Linked DNA regions of Arachis hypogaea: region 1 is linked to region 2. A link is a contact called in public Hi-C data. All regions are on one chromosome and are shown on one strand. The core of a region is the stretch at or near the end of the contact, and the rest is flanking DNA. Distances in the headings are between cores, read along the strand shown.

Region 1 (3,776 bases), core at 792-3,291, 61 kb after region 2:
GGATCTAAATTTACATTGGTTAGGTGGACTTTGCTTGAAAATCAGTCATTAAGGATTAATAATAAATTTATTAACAAACAATTTAGTGACAGTTCTAATTTATCATTAATTAGGTAGTCTTTAATTGAAAATCGATCACTAAAAATTAGTAATTAAAGTTTTAGTACTTAATTAAATCAGTTGTTAAATTTTTTAGCGACCAGTTTTACTTAAAAATTAATCGCTATATGAATCGTTATTTTAATAATTTTTTGTAATGAAAAGATATAAAAAATATTGTTATATCAATTTAGCTGGTCTTTTATTTATAGTCCATTCGTTGTATTCTGGATAATTATACTTGAAGTTATAATTTACCTTAAATAAATTTTTGCCCTTTACTAAGATATTTCATATAGAACATTTTCTGCTCCTCTTATTACATTCTTTTCTTCTACATGATCAATCTCTCCTCTCCCAAAATTAAATTCTCCTAATTATAGCAATTTCCAATTCCATATTGTTTCAATAACCTACTCTATCCCACATATAACGGATCCATGATAGGAGATCATGATACATGCATCTCCTAGAAGTTTTATAACTAAGATAAGGTTTTATCTGAGATAAAGTAGAAAAGCAATAAAATTAAATTTTATTGGCTTTAAGTATATGTGGATATGCGTGAATCTTTGCATGTAAAATAAAGCTCGGTAAATTGCTTCTTTGCACTCAAATTTTAATTGGATTATTCGATTCCTTGTTCTTTTGGTTCGTGTTTGAAGCATGCCCATTACGTCTTTTCATCACAAAAGAAATATGGGACTAGATAGATATTGTACATGGACGCTCTCAAGATTATATTATATATTATCTACTAATAAAGAAAACCAATATTAAATTCACGAATCATCTTTCTCCCCATATATTTGTATGAAGGAACCTTTCTCTATGTATGTGGGGACTAATGCTCATGATATGAACGTTTTGTTGTCAAGATTATATACAATATAGTACTTAGCTTAGTTAAAGAGGATCATCATTAATTATTATGAAGAAGGCAAGGGCAAGAACATTGCTAATCATTTGCACAAGGAAAGTCCAACTACAATCATTGATGATAATATTAGATATATAAGTATGAATGTTGTTTTTTTATTAGTTTAAATTTTTAGAATGAGTAATTTTGTGACATGGTATCAACGTTTTATATTTAAAAATTTTAGAATTTAATTTTTCGTAAATCCTAAAAGTAAAAAATAGAATAAGATAAATAAACAAGAAAAAAATGTTTATATAAAAATCAAACAAATTTAAAAAATATCTTTGTTTGACAAAAAAATATTAAAAATATAATTATTAATATTATTTTTTTATTAATTTAAATTTTTGAGACAAATAATTTTATCACAAATGAAACAGCTAGAAAAGTAATATTATCTCAACGTTCAAATTGAGACTAGCTATTCCATATTTCTATATGCAGTTAAGCTGTTTAATATAGGCCACACAGTGTCAAAAACTAAAGCTTTTTAATTGTTACTTTTTTTTTTCCTTAGAAAAATTAAAATAATAAACTAGTGAACTGATGAAAGTGCCTCTAATTTTAGATTTAGCATGTGCCATAAGCCTATATATGTGTATATAAAAAAATTGTATTATAGCTTATTTATAGGTAATCATGATTCATGAATGGCCAATATTGACTAAAATGGATTTGGTAAGTACATCCATATACCAACTACCCAAGACATTCATATATTCCACAACAGATACTAACTTAATCAATTCACCCTAATAATGATCTCCAATTCCTTCACTTCCTTCTACTCCAACACCCTCCCTTATTTATTTATTTGTTTTTGTCATGAAGACCCTCCCTTCTAAAGTTCAGTTGGACTCTTTTGCTAAGCCCAATTTCCTTCTCTTCTCTGGAAAAAAATTTTGTTTTTTTGTTTTGGGTATTGGCCCTTCTTTAATGAAGTGTTTCAGACCAAGCAAAAGTTTTAGATATGTTTCAATTTTGTTTCAACCGAGAATTAAATATACAGACCAATATTGTACAGCCTGTAGAATTTAGACCAAAAACTGGTTTCTACATATATATGACCAAAAAGGGTTTCTACATATGAGGCCAACGAGGTTGGCAACCATTTATTTAGTTACAAAGTCCTCGAGTCCATGACAAAAAAAAAAAAAAAGGTCCTAGAGTGGAATTTAGAGGAATGAATTTTAGTGGGTGACTGGGTGACTGATATCAAAAATAAAAAAATTAAAAAAAAAATTATGGATGGGCAAACTATATTAGGCTGAATTAAATTCTGATATTATTTGTCAATGATTCTTAGCTCACATGGCATATTTTTTCCTCACCACTTCAAAAGTTTAGGATTCAAACTCTAACAAATACAATTGAAGAAAAAATATAATAAAATATGTGAGAAATATGTGAGTGTGTTGTGTACCTAATATTGAGAGTTGTCTAATCTATTGACAAAAAAAAAACTGATATTATTTAAAAAATGAATGGGCTTAATTTAACTTTAAAAAAGTGAGAGATTTTTACATTTATAAACACCCCAAAAATCATATTTTTGAGAAATGTGATATTGGTAATAACTTTTATATGAAATAGAAAAATTGAAATTTTGAAAGGAAAGGAATACATTTTTCTTTCCTAAATATGTTGAATGGGGGGTAAAAGTGTCAAAACAAAATTAAAGAATCAAAATAAGGCAAAGTGAATAGCAATCGAACCTTCAATTCAACGCCTATAAGAATTATTTATTTTCTTGTGTTTAGGATATTTTTGTTATGAAAAAAATAAATAAATACTTATACTATGAAATGTGTGTTTGAATTACAGTTTATAAACAAAAATTTGTATAAAATTGACTTTACAAACTTAATTTTAATAAAAAGTAAGTTTGTATTGAAGTGATTTATGTTTGATAATTTTTGTATCAAAAAGATTATAGTAAAATAAATATTGTTTAGCTTGTACTATTTAAAATCACTTTTAGATAAAAAATTATTAAAATAGATATTAACTTAAATAATTTGTTTATATTATCCTATGATTTTAATTTAGATATTTAAATAGATCTTATTAATTAATTTTATAATAAAATTAATATTTACTTACTAAAATAAAAATAACATATAAAAATAGACAAAATATATTTTTAAATAAAAATAAAAAATATATATTTCATATATATATATATATATATATATATATATATATATATATATATATATAAAAGAATATTTAATCAAATATGTTACATTTTTTAAGTATAAACGTAAGAATGTTATTTTAATATTTTTTTACATCGTACTATTTTAGTATTCTCAATAATCTTATTCTTAAATATAATATAATATAATATTAATAAATTATTTTTATTCTCAATATTATATAATATAATAAATTTTTTATAATATAATATAATATAATTATAATAATATAATATAATGTACTATACTATTAAGTATGAAGTGCTAAAGAAGTATTAGATTCGTGCATGCGTGCAACAACCTTGGCCTAGTCTTTCTTGCTATGATTTGTTTAATTAATAGGGGGATTCAAATATTATAAGTAGTTCATTCCATTCCCATTATCATCCTATGATATAAAAATTGTTTAATTATGTTAGAATTTTTAATGTTCGAATGAAATTGTCCAAATTAAAAATATTTATCTTTAATTTTACCAAAAATATTTTGTTTTTATCAATCAATGTGTGACACATGATAAAATTTTCCCTCACAATCTTCTTTTACCGAAGTTATAT
Region 2 (4,179 bases), core at 964-3,463:
AGGAAGTGAATTTTTAAATAATTATTTAGTAATATATATAAAAAGAGAGAAATTTTGATGGTAGTTAACAGAAAAATTATTTAATTTTTTAAAATATAAAACCTAAAATAATAGAAATTTAAATTATATATTATTATTTAAATTACTATTTTAGTATTGTAATTTATATATTAGATATTTTGAAGGCTAATCATATTTTACAATAATAAAATATAATCATAACAATAATTATGTTATATGTACATAAAAAATAATTATTTGTATAAAATATATATTAAAATATAAAATACACATTAAAAATAAGTTAAACAATACATATTTATACACAGATATATAATAATTAATAAATAATTTAATATTTAATTTTTTATATACATATATTATTTTTATTATAAAAATAATTATGATGTTATATAAATTTTGCCCCACTACCAAAATTTTCTGGATCCGTCACTATATATATATATATATATATATATATATATATATATATATTTGATATACTGGTAGTATAAAATATTTTATATAGTTATCCGATCATATTTATTCAAATATTTTTTTTGAATGACTATTTATGTAGTCAGATCAATATATAAAAAATAATTATTTTTATTGTTATATCGTAATTAGATACATATAAATTATTTCATACACACAACAAATCAAAATTAAATTATATATACACGTGCGTAGTTATTTACTTTACCATATATCATGTCATATCCACGCCTTCTCAAAACAAAAAATAAAATAAAATAAAAAGAACACCCCCCCCCCCCCCCAAAATTTATTTATTCGTTTAGAAATAAAAAAGGGAAACTCATATTAGGTTACTAGTTACTACCAATAATGTGTAGTGGTTTAATTCGATGTAATAAAATTTGGCATGCAGTGATATTGTAGGCATATGTAATTTATTTACAGTTTGAGTTGTTAGAAAGCAACTAGAATTGAAAGAGAAAAATAACAACCGAAGTAACGGAATATCTAATGATAGAAAAGGCAGAAAACAATATATGGGTAGCTTTATTTTTGGCTCCACTATGGTGTACTATAGATTCCAAAACTACATGTAATATAAATTCCAAAGTACTCAATTTTGATCCCATTGGTTTCCATCTGAGCATGTATGCAATGTATCACCTCCAACGGGATAAGTTTACATTTATTGCGAATATTTTCTTTTCTTAATTTAGTCAATCAAAATATCCCCATATCTTTATTCATGAACTATCATGTCCAACTTGAAAACTACCAACACACACCACCCATTGTCCACATGAATCAATTATTTGGACCTACCTTTGCACTCCCAATTTTCAAATTTTCAATCAATAACGTAAGCGATGATAATAATATGTGCATGACTAGCCGTATAAGAGAATAATTACAGAAATTACAGAAACTAAATTGTCCAAAAACTAAATTAAATATGATAGATCAATTCAAGAAAGGTGAAAACTCAGGGAAATTTGACTTCACGTAAAGTTAATATTTGAGAATAATTAGATAAAAATTTAGTCAAGTCAATCAAATCATCTAACAACTCTCAGGTATCAATTTCATGCGACTACACATGAGTTTCCATCCTCAAGAAAATAAAATCCACTCTACATATACATGGAATTATTAAAACAAGTTTAATAGAGTGATTTTTAGGATTTTAAAGCTAATATATAAAAGTAGACCATGTTTTAATTTCATTCTTCATTGGAAATTATTGATAAAATGATATTGATTGTAGTATGAAAAGATTATTTTATTTTAGTGGAAAATCGAAGTCATAAAATTTAAATTGAATTAAAATTAAATATTGATTAAAAATCTCATATTTAATTTTAAAATACTATTTATATTATATGATGAACAAATATTGATCTACCATTTTGTAAAATCTAAAATAAAATTAAATTAAAAATTTAAAATTGAACATTTAAAAATACTCGTAAATCGAACCAATCATTAATCGATCCACTTAAAATAATAAGTCACTAAAACTATGAGTTTTACATATTGACATAAAATATTACCATTTTAATTATCTCTCTACTTCTAGAGATAAAAATTCACATGAAGTTATTTTAAGTGAAGTTGATAATTGAGAATTGAGAGTTGTTAAATGATTATTTAGTTAAATTTATTAAATTATTTAATTGACTTTCAACTATTAACTTTGCATAAAAATAATTGTATATAAATTTTTACCAATTTAAAATATGATGAAAATTGGATGGAATGGAGCTATTATACAAGGAAACTAATTGAAAAGAAGTAATTTTGTGTATACAACTCATGCAAAAAGAAAAAAGAAAAAAGAAAAAAGGAAAGAAGAAGGTGTAAAAGGACAGCAGAGGCGTGGCCCATGCAAGTGTTCTTCTGGAGAGTGAGTGCGACGTTCACCTGATCTAACTGTGGCATGAAATGTGGTTCCCCTTAAATAGCGATGCATACACACACATGACACATCCATATTCATTTCTTGTTATGAAAAAATCAGGAGGAGGAGCCATCATGAAGGGTTACGAGCCACGTTCAAGTTCTTCTTGTGCCGCCTGCAAATTCTTGAAGAGAAGGTGCATCCCTAACTGCATATTCGCCCCTTACTTTCGCTCCGACGAGTGCAAGAAATTCGCCAAAGTTCACAAGGTCTTCGGTGCCAGCAATGTCAGCAAGATCCTCGTCGAGGTCCCCGAGGACCAGCGGGAAGACACCGTCAACTCCCTCGCCTACGAGGCCGAGGCCCGCCTCCGCGACCCTGTTTACGGCTGCATTGGCGCCATTGCTCTCCTCCAGAGGAAAATGCTCGAGCTTCAGCACGATCTCGCCATTGCCAAGGATCGTCTTGCTCGCTATTCTGCTGTTGCTGCTACTGCTACTGCTGATGCTACTTCTCTTATTACTTCTTCCTCTTCTTCCTCCGATAACATCTTTCATTTCAATCATTCTCAAGTTTCCTTGCCTCCTTTCCCTGAATTCCCTTCTTCCTCTGATTTCAATGACACTGCTGCTTTCTGCCACGCCTCTTCTTCTTCCTCTCAATCCTTTCCCACCACTGTAGTCGACGATTTCATTCAAATTCCATATATATTTTAGATGTTTTCGATCTTCAATTATTGTCCCTTTCCTTGTTGTTTGTTTTCTCAATTTTCTAATCAATCAAAACCAGCCCCTTTTGTTGTATATGTTAATAATTCATATAAATAATTAACAACTCCGTCAATGAATTTGCCTGATCTTCACATCTTTTTTCCACAATTTCGACCACAATTTCTTAAGAACTATTAGAAAATAATTAAGTTACATATATTAAATTAGGTGAAAACTCAGATGCAGTCGATTTCACGTGAAGTTAATAATTGAAAACCATTAGATGATTTGATTGATTTGACTAAATTTTCATCAAATAGCTCTCAGCTATTAACTTCACGTGAAATCGACTGCATTGGTTTCATCTAATAATTTTTAGCTATTAATTTCGCCGTGTAATTCTCCATCATGAAAAATATGCTGTCATTAATAAGAAATTGTTTGGATCAGAAAAAAAATCTGAGAAAGAAATTAAACTGAGTCTGACTAATAATAAATCAGTTTGTTTATGCGAATTGCAATGATATTGGATGATTCGATGAGAATTGTGATAAGAGGGGTTATTATTATATTCTTGTAGTGAATTAAGATGAGATATATGGCTTTTGGGTGATGTGGACACGAGAACAATGAGCATTCATTGCCATTAACTAGATGAGTGAGAGAGACACCATATTCAGTACAAAAAAAGAAAGCAACACTAGCAAGTTTGATTCTTTTGCCTATCTTTCTTTTTGAACGATTTTCCTCCCATAGTGGGTCTTACCACCGTACTGTTCTATTGAAACATGGAGCATCCCCATCATGATTCTCACTGAAAAAAGAAACCCCACCACCAATGGTCCTTATAAGCTTTTATCATAGTCATGGGAATCCAAAGACTAATGACTATAGACACCAATCTATACAATTTTCAACAGTACTTTCTTTATTAGTTTTAATTCAATATTTATATAAAATTCTATTTGATTACACGTATTAGGTTATTTGTGGTGTATGTGTATGGAACATATTAATGGCAACATCATGCTATGGCCCAAACAATCAAAATGAAAACCCCTTATATATACTACTATTCTAGGTACATGAACC

Evidence for each region. A called contact is a pair of places that touch in the nucleus more often than the background predicts.
Region 1: a Hi-C map of leaf shows a contact between it and region 2, with 2.4 times the contacts expected there. The contact joins the enhancer-like site here to the promoter of LOC112702349 in region 2. A contact is called at or near these places in 2 of 8 Hi-C or Micro-C datasets (both in leaf).

Annotation. Positions count from the first base shown.
Region 1 is chr7:8,848,275-8,852,050 of arahy.Tifrunner.gnm2.J5K5, forward strand. No RefSeq gene overlaps it. Among protein-coding and RNA genes, the nearest start is that of LOC112702351, 14 kb to the right of the region's middle. Within about 2 kb of position 2,042, at least 2 of the 3 cell types and tissues checked have open chromatin away from gene starts, as enhancers often do.
Region 2 is chr7:8,786,855-8,791,033 of arahy.Tifrunner.gnm2.J5K5, forward strand. It overlaps LOC112702349 (LOB domain-containing protein 21), which reads left to right and starts at 2,214. Exons shown (of 1, transcript XM_025753346.3): 1 at 2,214-3,233. The coding sequence starts at 2,422. The coding sequence ends at 3,093.